2 separate regions of the Rattus norvegicus genome follow, and region 1 is linked to region 2. A link is a contact called in public Hi-C data. All regions are on one chromosome and are shown on one strand. Each heading gives the region's core, a stretch centred on a gene start, on an enhancer-like site or on the middle of the called end of the contact. The rest is flanking DNA. Distances are from core to core; before and after follow the strand shown. Region 1 has its middle 240 kb from the start of Rpl37al2. Region 2 has its middle 200 kb from the start of Rpl37al2.

The links. Hi-C and Micro-C count contacts between places; a contact is called where the count stands out from the background.
Region 1: a contact with region 2 is called in a Hi-C map of Schwann cells, with 3 times the contacts expected there. The contact joins two enhancer-like sites. A contact is called at or near these places in 3 of 12 Hi-C or Micro-C datasets (the A7r5 cell line, the Rat2 cell line and Schwann cells).

The regions. Positions count from the first base shown.
Region 1 is chrX:13,693,907-13,700,074 of GRCr8, forward strand. No RefSeq gene overlaps it. Among named protein-coding and RNA genes, the nearest start is that of Rpl37al2, 240 kb to the left of the region's middle. Within about 2 kb of position 4,260, at least 10 of the 93 cell types and tissues checked have an H3K27ac peak or open chromatin away from gene starts, as enhancers often do. A contact at or near this core is called in the A7r5 cell line and Schwann cells, where this site is marked.
Region 2 is chrX:13,653,725-13,660,051 of GRCr8, forward strand. No RefSeq gene overlaps it. Among named protein-coding and RNA genes, the nearest start is that of Rpl37al2, 200 kb to the left of the region's middle. Within about 2 kb of position 3,332, at least 10 of the 93 cell types and tissues checked have an H3K27ac peak or open chromatin away from gene starts, as enhancers often do. A contact at or near this core is called in the A7r5 cell line and Schwann cells, where this site is marked.

The sequences.
Region 1 (6,168 bases), core at 3,010-5,509, 41 kb after region 2:
TTTATGGTGGCTCAGAACTTCAAGAGGCCAGAAGAAGAAATTTCTAGTTCTCTCAAAAGCTAAAGATACAACCAAAGAAGCGATCTTCTATGGAATCATCCTGATTAAAATGATCACAGGACAGTGTAGACTCAAGGGGTAGAGAAACAGACTCTATTCTTCACTGGGGAGAGTGGCAAGGACAGAGCTGACTTTGCAATTTGAAAGATCCAGTGAAAATGAAGACATGGGGGCCAAGGTTAGAAGAAAAAAAACCTAGTGGAAAGCCTAGTACTAAAGGATCTGGCTAAGTTTACTTTGTGCTGCTATGATGAAGTCACCTGAGGTGGGTCATTTATAGTCAAAAGAAATTTGTTTCTTAGCAATTCTGGAGGCTTAGACTCAAAGATCAAGGTAAGAACTAGTTTGGGGTCTGGTGAGAGTCTTATCTCAATTCCAAGATGGTGCCTTTGTTGCTGTGTCCTCTGGAGGGGAGGAGCACTGTGTCCCCATATGGCATCAAATATGGCAACCAAAGGGGACAAACTCGTTCCTTCAAATGCTTTTCTAAGTCCATGTAATGCCATTTTTGAAGACTGAGCCCTCATGGCTCAGTCACCTGTCTTAGTCACATCTGTCTCAGTTACTTTTCCAGTTGCTATGGTAAAATACTCTCACAAAAGCAAGTGAAGGTAGGAAGGATTTATTTTGGCTCATAGTTTATGGGTGGAGAAATCAAGATGGCGACAGGAGCTTGAAGCAGCTCCTCACCTTACATTGTAGTCATTCTGAGAGAAATGAATGCTAGTGCTCAGCTCAATTCCTCCATTTTAGAGAGTCCAGGATCTCAGCAGGGCAAGGTACCCCTCACCTCAATTAACCTACTTAAGATAACCCTCTACAGGCAGAGGCCTGAATCTAGATCTCATCAAGTTGACAGTTGGGCTTAGCCTTCATACCTCCTAATAGCTCTACCTCTTAAAACCATTGCCTTGGAGAGTTACATGAGTTTGGGAGGGAGCACAAACCTTTGAACTACAGCAGACATTAAGATATAATGCTTTCCCCCACTTTCCTCCATGCACCCTCTTTTGACTTATGGTGTTTATTTGCTAGTTAATGCGTTGCTAAGTAAAGAAAAATTAGAAAATTTAAGTTATTAACATGAATGCACCATTCATCCACATAGTGTGTGCTGTCAGTTTTAAATGCAAATATAAGAGCATTTAACTAGTTTGTAGCATCACCGGAATTACACAATTTGTGCTCTATTGCTCGTACATGCATATGTATTTTGTTCTTACCAGAAGGCTAGAAAGGCAGCAGAGAACTAACTCAACTAATCTCTTTGACTTCCTCACTGGTTTGCTTTCTACCCACTCTGCTTGCAGCTTACTTGTGAGTAAAGGAAGGAGTAGAAGAAAAGGAAAGTATAAGTTGCCTCATCTTTCCCCTTCTTTTTCTGTCACCATTTGCAGCAAAAGTGGCTGATGGATACACAAAAGGAATGCAAGGGAAAAAATATGGCCTGAAGATATGGCTCAGTGATAAAGTACTTCTCTAGTATGCATAAGGCGTCCCAACATTTCCCCTTATCAAAAAAGAGCACTGTTTATTTGTATGTATGTATGTATGTATGTATGTATGTATGTATGTATGTATGTATGCGTGTATGTGTGTATTTTTGAGGTAGCATTTCATTTTATAACTCTGAGTGACCTGAAATTGGTATGTAGAACAGGCTGGCCCCAAACTGACAGATATACTCCTGTCTTTGAAATGGAGCTACACAATGAAATATTGCCTCGAAAATGTATACATAATTCATACATAAATATATACATACATACATTTAGATAAAGCTATGTACCACCAACCTGAAATCCTTATTTCTTTTAATTGAATTACACATCATTTTATTTGCTGTACTTTGGATGGGGGCTGCACATGGATACCATGCAGTGGTCAGAAAAAAAGTTGGTTGTCCCCATCCCCCACGTGGGTCGTGGGGATTGAATTCAGGTCATCAGACTCGGCAGCAGGCATCTTTACTTTACTCAGCCATTTTGCTGGCCCAACAGTACCATTTATTCTTTTCCCTGGCCTGGTTCATGGTCATTTGGTTTGGTTTGGTTTTTCACATGCCTTTCTGCATCTGAAATGGAAAAGCCTCCATAGGCTGTCTACTGTCTTTTCCTCAGTTGTGAATGTAACATCCTCACCGTGTCCCTATTCCCAGTCACCCTGAGCTTCCAAGCCTTATGGGCTCACTTGAATGCCACACTTGGGGGCCACTGCATACTAATGGAGCCCCGCAGAAAGGCCAGCCTACGTAAAATGCATAGCTCCCTTATGCACGTATGCTCTGTTCACCTGACAGGCTTCAGTTCTGAGACCCAGGATGAATAGCAAACTTATTAAGAATTACAAGATAGAGGCAGTCCAGCATTAAATCATCCACGAGGCCACTGTGACTGTAGGCTCTGGCTGACCCCTCAGTTTTCCTGCTCACGAAGCCAGCCCTGGGTATCCGTACATGCAATGCAGAGGTATGCTAACACCTGAGTGTCTGGGGCGAGGGGTGCAAAATAAAAGAAAGCCAAAACCTTGGTGGGGAACATTTTCTAACATGGCTGATCCCAAACACCAACAACCCACAGTTGCTAAATGCAGCAGAGGTAGAAAGAAGTGCTCAGAATTTGTCCTGGTGGGCTGATAGGAATTGGCCTTGGAACACGATGGGGCTGGGGCTGTGGGGCTCCAGTACAAAGGGGAAAGCATTGATGGAGACAAGCTAGCATGCACGCATTGACTTTAAAAGGAGAGAGCAAGTGAGCCGTTCACATGTGTGTGTAGAGAATGAAAAAAGACTGATGGATATACACCCAAATGTTACCAGTGATTATTTCTTGGTCATAGGATTAAAGGTGATAATAATGAAATAATTAGTTTTGCTTATCTGTAGTATCCACATTTTCTAGAATAGATATGCATTACTCTTGTAATAAAAAAATGATAAAAAAATCTACAAACGTCTAGGAAAAGTTAGGGCAATCTTTAAAAGCCTAGGGTTTGGGATGTGCAAGTTGCTACATGCCATGAATAATTTACAAATTAAATTGATTTTAAAGCACAGCTAAAATAAATTTGATAAGATGGGCCACAGTTACGTTCTTTCTTATCATTCACATTTGTACATTTTATAGTCAATGAAGAGTGACAGCCACTATTTAGAATTCTAGTGAAGAACAGCCATACCTATTTGTCACCTGCTCAGCATCTAAACAATGGCTTGCCTGCTCACCTGCCCAGCCTGAGCAAGAGCCAGGGACCCAGAATCCACACTAAATAACAGTTTCTAACCACAGAGCAACAGGGAGGATGCATAGTCTCTTTGGAGAACTGATGAAAACAGTAAGGACTGGGTTTCGTGCATCAGCCAGGCCCAAGTGAAGGACAGGATGTAGGGATGAAGGTGTGAATCAAAAGCCACAGTCACAAAGTAGAGACAAGGGAACATTTCAGACTGAAGCCACGAGGAAGCTAAGATCAGGTCTCAGACGACCCCTGGGAGTGGCATGTTACTTCCCTGCTGAGTGAACACGAACCTAAAAACCTCCTAAGGATCCTGGGTCCAGGTGCTAAACAGGCACATTCTAAGAGTGCAGACTGTGATCAACAAGAGACGGTTCTGAGGTGTTTGCTGTTCCTTTGTTGTAAGCAAAGTTCTAGGCACCATCTTCCCCATGGGGCCAGGGAGGGGGAAGGCTCAACTTCTACTTGTTTGGGGTGAGGAAAGTGAAGAGCCCACTTCACCTCAGTTGGGTTACATTCAGTGACGCCCAGGGACCCTGCCTGACTTTTCCATCTCCAATGATCTTGAGGCTCATCCTTACCCGTGGTGTGCTTCTGAGGGTCTCTGGTGGGGCTGGCGAATCTGCATTTCTAATAGGCTCCCAGTTGTCAATGAGCTATTGGTTGGTAGGCTTGTAGCAGCAGGTTAAAGGCAAAATGGCTCACTAGGACTGTCTGTCCCCACTCCCTCCCTCCTCCCCAACCCTGTTCCCAAGTTGGGCTCTGATCAACCGCAGGCCTCTGCGGGTCACAGCTGGTCCTGCTGATGGCTTTTGCAATACACCTAGCTATTGCTCTGGAGGAAGCAGCCGGGGGCGAGTTCCCCACATCCCTTCTTCCTGTTTTGGTATTCGGTTTCTCTCCTGGCCTGTCTTCGCTTTGCCTGCCTCCTCTTTTCCTTCCCTGCACGCCTTCCTCTTTGCCTAGTCATTACTGCAGGAGATTTATTTTTAGAGTCAAGGCCACAGAGTTGCAGATTCGGCAAGGGCCTAAAACAAATCGACAAACGGAAAGTGTTTGTCTTTGAAGCCGGTGTGAATGAGGGGCCTGCTCGCTGAGCCTGTCAATATGCTCTTATCTAGGCTTGTTTTCTGAGTCACCCACGTGGGTTGGCTTTCTTCCTCCTCCCAGATCAGAAAAGAGGTTGAAACACCAGAAGCAACTGAAATCTCCTCATCTCGCCCCTGTGAGATCTTGGCAGATGCAGCTCTTAGCTGACCACCTCCACAGTGGTAGGGATGCCCACAATAGAGGCAAACAGAAATGAGAGAAAGTTGGGCTACATCCGTTTTCCTTGCATCTGTAAGTGAAACCTTGGGGATGGCCATCTAGGAAGGGTGACAGCGACTGGTGTGGGTGGAGGTGGTGGGTGGAGGAGTGTCAGAGATTTTCTGAGTCCTGTTCTTGGGAGCTACAGAACCAATGTGCTGGATAAGCTACTCTTGCCACTACCCTGATTCTTTGTCCTTTCAAAGGTCTTATGGGTAAAGTTAGTGTTAAATTCTTCCTAGGGCTTGGGCCAAGTAAGTCTTTCTGGCTAGCTACCTCCTGTGCTTCTCCAAAGCCACACAGAGCCAGGCAATCCCTTCTCATTGCTCAGGCCTCCCATGTGCCATGTGGTCCTCAGAGCATTAGCATGCCTAAACTCTAAACAAAGAGTTTATATGTGGATTTTTCTTTTTCAATTTCCGAGGTTAGTGGATTTTTGTGAGTTACAGGCCAGTCTGGTCTACACAGTGAGTTTTAGGCCAGCCACGACTGGCTACTGTCTTTATGACACTGTTTTCTGAAAATAAAACAAACAAAAAGCAAACAAACAAAATTTAGTGTGTGTGCAATACAGGAATTTTGGCGTGTCGCTGAGAACAATGGGGCTTTTCTAGAGTCCTGGAAACTCCACAGCTACCCAAGACACCCTGAGCCCGTGGCTTTTGGGTTCTTGTCTTGAGAATTTGAAGAATGAAATTCATAGACCGCAGATGGTGAGTTTTGGAGAGCAGTCTATTTATCATAGATTTGTAGGTGGCAACAGGGGCAGGCACACAAGAGCACAGAGCTAGTATGTAACAGGAGGGGTCCCAGGAAACAGGGTACCATCAAGTTTCTAGTCTGGGGGCTTTTATAAGGACTTATGTGGACTTATGGTAGAAACTGGGGTGAGATATGGGGAGGGGCATGAACTGGTTGGTCTAGCTGTTCTGTTCCAGTTGTCCAGGTACTTCTCAGTTCCAGCCATGTGTATGAGGCTGGTGGATGTGGCCATACCCATTCATTCTTACCAGTATGTATGTATGTATGTATGTATGTATGTATGTATGTATGTATGTATGTATGTATTTCCTTCCTTCCTCCCTTTCTTTCCTCCCTCTTTCCTCCCTCCCTCCTTCCCTCCTTCCTTCCTTCCCTTCCTTCCTTTCTTTTCTTTCTTTCTAACAGAGTATTTAGAGGCAGAATTTCTCTGTGTAACAGCCGAGGCTGTCCTAGAACTCACTCTGTAGACCAGGCTGGCCTCAGACTCGCAGAGATCCGCCTGCTCCTGCCTCCCGAGTGCTGGGATTAAAGGCCAACACTGACCAGTATTTCTTGAGCACATACTATGTTCTGAGCTCAGGTTTAGGCATGAGGATTGAGTGCTGAAGAAGGCAGCCCTGTCCCCAGTATCCCTCCACTCAAGTGGGAAGCCAGAAGATAGTAAATAAAGCAATGGATGGGTGTCTCAGGCAAGTCGAGCAGTGGAAAAGATATGTAGAGCTCTTTAAGGCACGTTGGTTAGGGAAGGGCTTGTATGTGTCAGCTGAGATCATTGTCTTGCACGTACTAACGTCGCTCTACCAT
Region 2 (6,327 bases), core at 2,082-4,581:
GCACCAAAAAAGTACAGGTGATGGCTTTGAAGTTGGCTCCTGGAGGTAGCTCTGAGGGGGGTGGGGGTGGGCAGACAGACAGAGAGACAGACAGAGAGAGAGACAGACAGACACACAGAGAGACACACGGAAAGACACAGAGACAGTCAACAGAGAGGGAGGGAGGGAGAGACAGAGACAGAAACAGACAACAGAGACAGAAAGGGAGGGAGGGAGGAGAGAGGGAGAGGGAGAGGGAGAGGGAGAGGGAGAGGGAGAGGGAGAGGGAGAGGGAGAGGGAGAGGGAGAGGGAGAGGGAGAGAGAGAGACCTGCTGAGGCTGTTCTTGTTTGTTCCCAAGCTTGCCAGAAGGGCACTTCCCTCCTCCCCACTGATGTCAGCCGATGACGTCTGGGCCGCATTCAGGCCATGCTGTCATTTGTCCCATGCTCATTCAGCTGATTAAAAGTCATCAATTGTTTTTTAAGCCACCAGCAGGCGAGCCACCAGGCGCCATTTGTTATTGCTCGGCCATGCTGTGAAATGCTGTTTAAACGCACTGAGCAAAGCTTTCGGAAACCAGAGGCCAAAAGCGGTTTGGGAGGAAAGCAAATAGGAGAGAAATGAGTGGGCCCAAATCTTTGCCAGAGGGAACAATCAGGCCAAGCAGCTGACGTACTGGTCCCCTTTTCAGCAGCTCCCACACAATTCTTTTCAGGGGCCTTTCCCTTGGGGCCAGAGCAACAGGGTGCCCCCTTCATCTTCCTGCCTGCTAAAATCATCTCCATGATGGCTAACAAATATTCACTTGGGGATTTTTTTTTTTAATCTAGTTTCCTCACTTCCAAGTTGTCCCCTTGGTTTTTGACTGGGTTAATGTTTCTACAACACAACTCAATGTCATCTTTGCTCAGACACCTTCAGTGGTCCCCCACTGTTTGTGGAATGAAGGATAAAGTCAGTCCTTCATAGTGTGGCTGGATTTCTCTTTTAATTGCCACTGTTCATCGGGCAAAGCAGGTTCTGAGACTCAGCCGCTCCATTATTTGGCTATTATTCCTGTTATTCCCTTCAGTTTGAAATAGTGAACTAGTTCCCCAATGCCAACTTCTGAAGCCCCTCTAGGTCATCCAAGGTGTGTGCTGGGACCCATCTCTATCTTGATCTCTTTCCTAAGGATACAAGTCCCTATCTTCTTTGGGTTTCCACAGCCACATGTGGAGGAGAGGCCATGGTACCTTGTCTATATCCCCCTTTGGTTATCCTTTCTGTGCACACAGCTGCCAGCACCTGTGTCCCTGTGCCTTCGGGCCGTCTCTGACCACCTGAGTCCTCTGTGACTACCGGAAGCAGACAGGCACTCTCAGGAAATTATGTTCTCCAGGAGTAGGCCTCTATCAATGAGTGATGGGAACTGGGGTTGCTTAACCCACCCACCCCCACCCCCTTGCTCTGGAGTAGTTCCAGTTAGTTGCCCATAACACTAGTCTATTCAGTCAGGTGGTGGTAGCGTCCCTTTAATCCTAGCACTCAGGAGACTGAGACAGGTCAATCTCTGAGTTCGAGGCCAGCTTGGTCTACAGACTGAATTCCAGGAAAGCCAGGACTACACAGAGAAACCCCATCTTGAGAAACCCAAAACAAACAAACAAACACAAAATACAGTAGCCTGTCCAATTCTTTCCCTGCCTCTTCCCAGATAAATAGTTGCCCTATGGGTGGGAGTATAGCAGAGTGGTACAACACATACCTAGCATGTATAAGGTTTCAGGTTTCACCCGAAGCACCACAAAAACAAAGAGAAAAAAATTATACCCAGATGCTTATTTCAGGGTCTGTTGCTGCTGCTGCTGCTGTTGCTGCTGGTGGTGGTGGGGTGACACCCAAACTTAGATCATATGTCATTTTGTTCTGGCCCTTTGTCCTGCCTAATTAGCCACGAGTCCCCTGGAGTTCTGCCCATGGTGCCTTGCCCATAATAAGTAGCCATGCATAATAGGTAGATGTTGGATGGCTCAAAAAATTCTCTGAACGAAACAAGCAGACCTGGGTTCTATGTGTGGTCCTCTCTGCTCACATATGGCCGGGCTGTTCACTCGTCTCTGTGCCAGCAGATCTCTTTCATCCAAGGGCTAGTCTCAGCACATCTCCTGAACCCTCTACCTCTATCCCAAGTCTGTCCCTTCCCTGCACTGTCACTGAACCTAAATAGTGCCACCGGGCACCATCCTAGTCTCTTTTGTTTCCTGAGTTCTCGAGTTCTATTTCACTCTCTCCTGGGTTCTCTCATTCTCAAGGGTGAATCTCCCAGTCCCAGGGGTTTCCTGTTAGTGACGTCTATTCCCAGGAGGCAGGAGTCATCTGGAAGGGTGACTCCATATGAATCAGACAGGGGTGGTGTCATTGGAGCAAACAGCTGCTTCTTCCAGGCATCACTTAAGAAATTTGTAAGTATACATAAGACTGAGCTTTGTGACTGTGGGAACAGAGACCGTGGGGCATCCAGAGATAGGAGAACACACATCTGGATGTCCCATGGTCATGATCTGTCTTGGCCCTGAGAACATAGAGCTCCAATCTTGGATTTCCATGAGATACGAGTTTATGGTGGTATGTGTGTGCAGTGCAGTGTGTTAGTACATGCGTTCCTCTCTCTCTCTCTCTCTCTCTCTCTCTCTCTCTCTCTCTCTCTCACACACACACACACACACACACACACTCACACACACACACACACACACACACACACACACACACAGAGAGAGAGAGAGAGAGAGAGAGAGAGAGAGAGAGAGAGAGAGAGAGAATGAGAACTATGGGTCCTCAGTGGTACTGTAAGGCTTTATCAGGCTACCTCACACCATAGGGAGAAAAGTCAATGTGAAATGCTCCCTACCTGCCTCCCTCTTCCTTTCCAACTCTCTTTTACCCAATGGGTAACCACTGAAGTAAGAAGGCTCAGCCCAGGTAAGGGGTGGTGGGTCTCACAGGCAGCCCGAGGCAGTTGCTACAGCACTTGGGAAGAGCATTCGCTCTGTTACAGACAATTCTCATTTCCACCTCTGCACAAAACAAAAGGCAGCCAGCTCGCCTGGGGCTACACTGTGGAAAAAACAAATGCTGGCTGGAGTACCTCACATCTCTAACTTTCCAAACCGCAGCCAGCCTTGCAGACTGCTGACCCACAGGAACATATTTGAAGTAGGATGGGGTGGCCGTATGGTGCTCGTAGGCTAGTGATGGGCCCTTCCGGTGAGTCCTGGTCTGGCGGGTGAGGGCTATAAGATGTGGCTCCTGAGCTCTAGGCATGGGTTGTCACTGAACATGGTCTGAAGGAGTGGAGGGAGGGAAAGGCCTTGCTGGCTGCCTTGTATGGAGCTGCTGTTACCCTGGAAACGGCCCTTCTGGCCTCCAGGGCCTAATAACATTCCTCAAAGTTCTCAGGAGTTGTGAGTTTTGGAATGATTACATAAATGTGGCTTTGTGGGCGCGGAGCACTGAGCGGGTAATACTCCACCTCTTGAGTCAGGCCCTTGAAGAAAAACACAGCAACACAAAGGAGACCGAAGAGAGCGAGTCCGAAAGATTTGGGGGTTAAGAACTGCCATTGCCTGATAGGAACCTTCCGGCCATCTTTATTTTTCTTAGATGGCAATTCCTGGAGGTGTTTAGTGGACATTGCAACTGAAGTACAGAGTGGAGGGTTGGGTCTATCTAGGTCCAGGTCTCTGTATCTTTCTCAAAACATTTACTGTCTAGGTCACTGTGGTTCTATGACAAGTTATCACAGTACAGAAATAGCCACTAATGAAATAACTGTATAAAATCTGCCCCCACCCAGATAATCTTCCTTTCTGATCAGCTAGGTGCATCATCTATCTATCTTGCCTTGGCCTTTCCAGGGTCATAGCCCAACACTAGCAGGCATGTAGGCCTGAAGCTGCTGAATGAATTTCCTGAAACCAGTGAGAATGGTTCTGGCTATTGCTCCCAACTTAGAAGGAGTCATTCATTCATTCATTCATTCATTCATTCACTGTAGGTCTGCTTCACAACCTCCCTACCCCTATCCCAAACACTAATGGAACCAGGGCCTTGTGAATGCTACAAGCACTGTTCCCCTGGCCCACATCCCAGCCTTGGGCATGGTGAGTGGGTTGGCACTATTCTCAGTGGAAGGACCCATCCACAAGCCAGGAGGGCAAAGGAGCTTTCAGAAGCAGATCTCTTGGAAAACAGCTGACGCAGCCCTTGAGCATTTTGAGTTATTCTCTTTATGATGGTGTGTAAGTCAAGTACAGACTGTTGTGTCACTAGATGATTCGGTTAGGGGAAAAGAGAAGCTTTGAATTTCCAATCAAACTTCCTAGCACATTGCTTGAACCTTCCTATGTAGCCCATACTATCTTGCCTCAGCCTCCCGAGTGCTAAGATTCCAGGTATGTACCACCACCACACCCTATCAATTTAACTGTTTGCTTGAACTCAATTATTTTAAGTTCCTGTAATACCTGGGATTAAAACAACAACAACGACAACAACAACAACAACAACAACAACAACAACAACAACAATTTAGTTTTGATTCAACTGTCCTTTGGGAGATTGAGTCCCAAGTACATTCCCCCCCACTATTTACATGGAAAATTTGATCTTTAAGTGTTTTTATTAGAAGCAAGCTTCCACTGTGTGGGTTATCATTAGGTACAAGGGTCTCTAGGATTTCTAGGGGCTTATGGGCATGGGACTTCAATTTTCCCTAGCAGAGGGCAAGGGTAATGACTGAGCCAACTGAGTTCCTTCAAATGCCACCTGCCATCTCCTGCCTCCCATCTCTTCATTCACCCCCCCAATTCTGTAGACAGCTACTTCCCACCCAAAAGCCCATCCTTTGCTATCCCCTAATTGTCCTTTGTCTCTTTCGTAGGTGACATGTACTGATTTAGTAGACCCTGTTGGCCTACATGGCAAAGAACACTTCTAGACTGTTTTTATGGGTGGCTGTCCTCTGTGGCTTTTGCTTTCCCCCTCTCTCAAGCTAAATTCCAGTGAGGACAATACCATGCCCCTGCCAAGGCAGGTCCTCTTCTCGAAATCTAAGCTGGGCTGGAGGGAGCACTTGCTGCTTTTGCAGACAACTCGGAGTTTTCTTCCCAGAACCCATTGCTGGTGGCTCACACTCATGTGTGACTTCAGTTCTGGGGAAATCCAACGCCCTCTTCTGGCCTCTAGAGGCACTGCACTCACATACACAGCCCCCAGCATTGATGAGCATAATTAAAAAGAGAAAACAACAACCAAACAACCCTCCTAAACTTTCCTACCCCAATCATAGCAGAATTAGTGCCCATTGGCAAGGCTACTGCTCTTTGGAAGTGGCCTGGAACTCTGGAAGGTCATGAACTCTCCCTAGCCTGTCCTCCTTACTGTCTTAGACCTCTTGGTATTATTGAACATCAGGTACAATGTAGTATATTTGATTATCTGATTTCTGACCTTTCTCTCTTAACAGCGAGCACAGTAGCCTCCCCAGGGGCAGACATTTGTTTATATTTAATTTATATATACATTGTGTGTGTGTGTGTGTGTGTGTGTGTGTGTGTGTGTGTGTGTCCTCTCATGCATGTAGAGGCTGAAGGACAAGTTTCAGAAGGCAATGGTCTCTTGTTTCTGCTCCTGGCTATATATACACTACAGGCTAGCTGGCCGAGACCTCCCATGAGATTCTCCCCTCTCAGCCTCCCATCCCTATTAGGAGTTCTGGGGTCACACCTGGGTTTTTGGCTGCTCACTTTTGTTTTCTTCTCTTCCCAGACAGGGTTTCTCTGTGTAGCCCTGGCTGTCCTGGAACTCACTCTGTAGACCAGGTTGGCCTTGAACTCAAAGATCTGCCTGCCTCTGTCTCCCCAGTGTTGGGATTAAAGGCGTGCCATGACCTGTACCATCCCCCCCATCCCCCAGCCCCCACACACCCTCACCATAGCCCCCACACATGGCATTTAAATCAGGTTTTAGGATAGAAGGAGTCAGGAAGTTTGTGCACTAGAATCTTTACCTGCCAACTCATCTCCTTTATTTTTCATTTTTTTTGTGTCTGTCTGTCCATCCATCCATCCATCCATCCATCCATCCATCCATCCATCCACCTATCTATTTCTTTTCTCCTCCTCAATTTTTAATACTCGGAATTGGCGGGGTTGGGGATTTAGCTCAGTGGTAGAGCGCTTGCCTAGGAAGCGCAAGGCCCTGGGTTCGGTCCCCAGCTCCGAAAAAAAAAGAACCAAAAAAAAAAATACTCGGAATTGAATCTAGGGCCCCAAGCGTACTATGTTAGCACGATACATCCCTA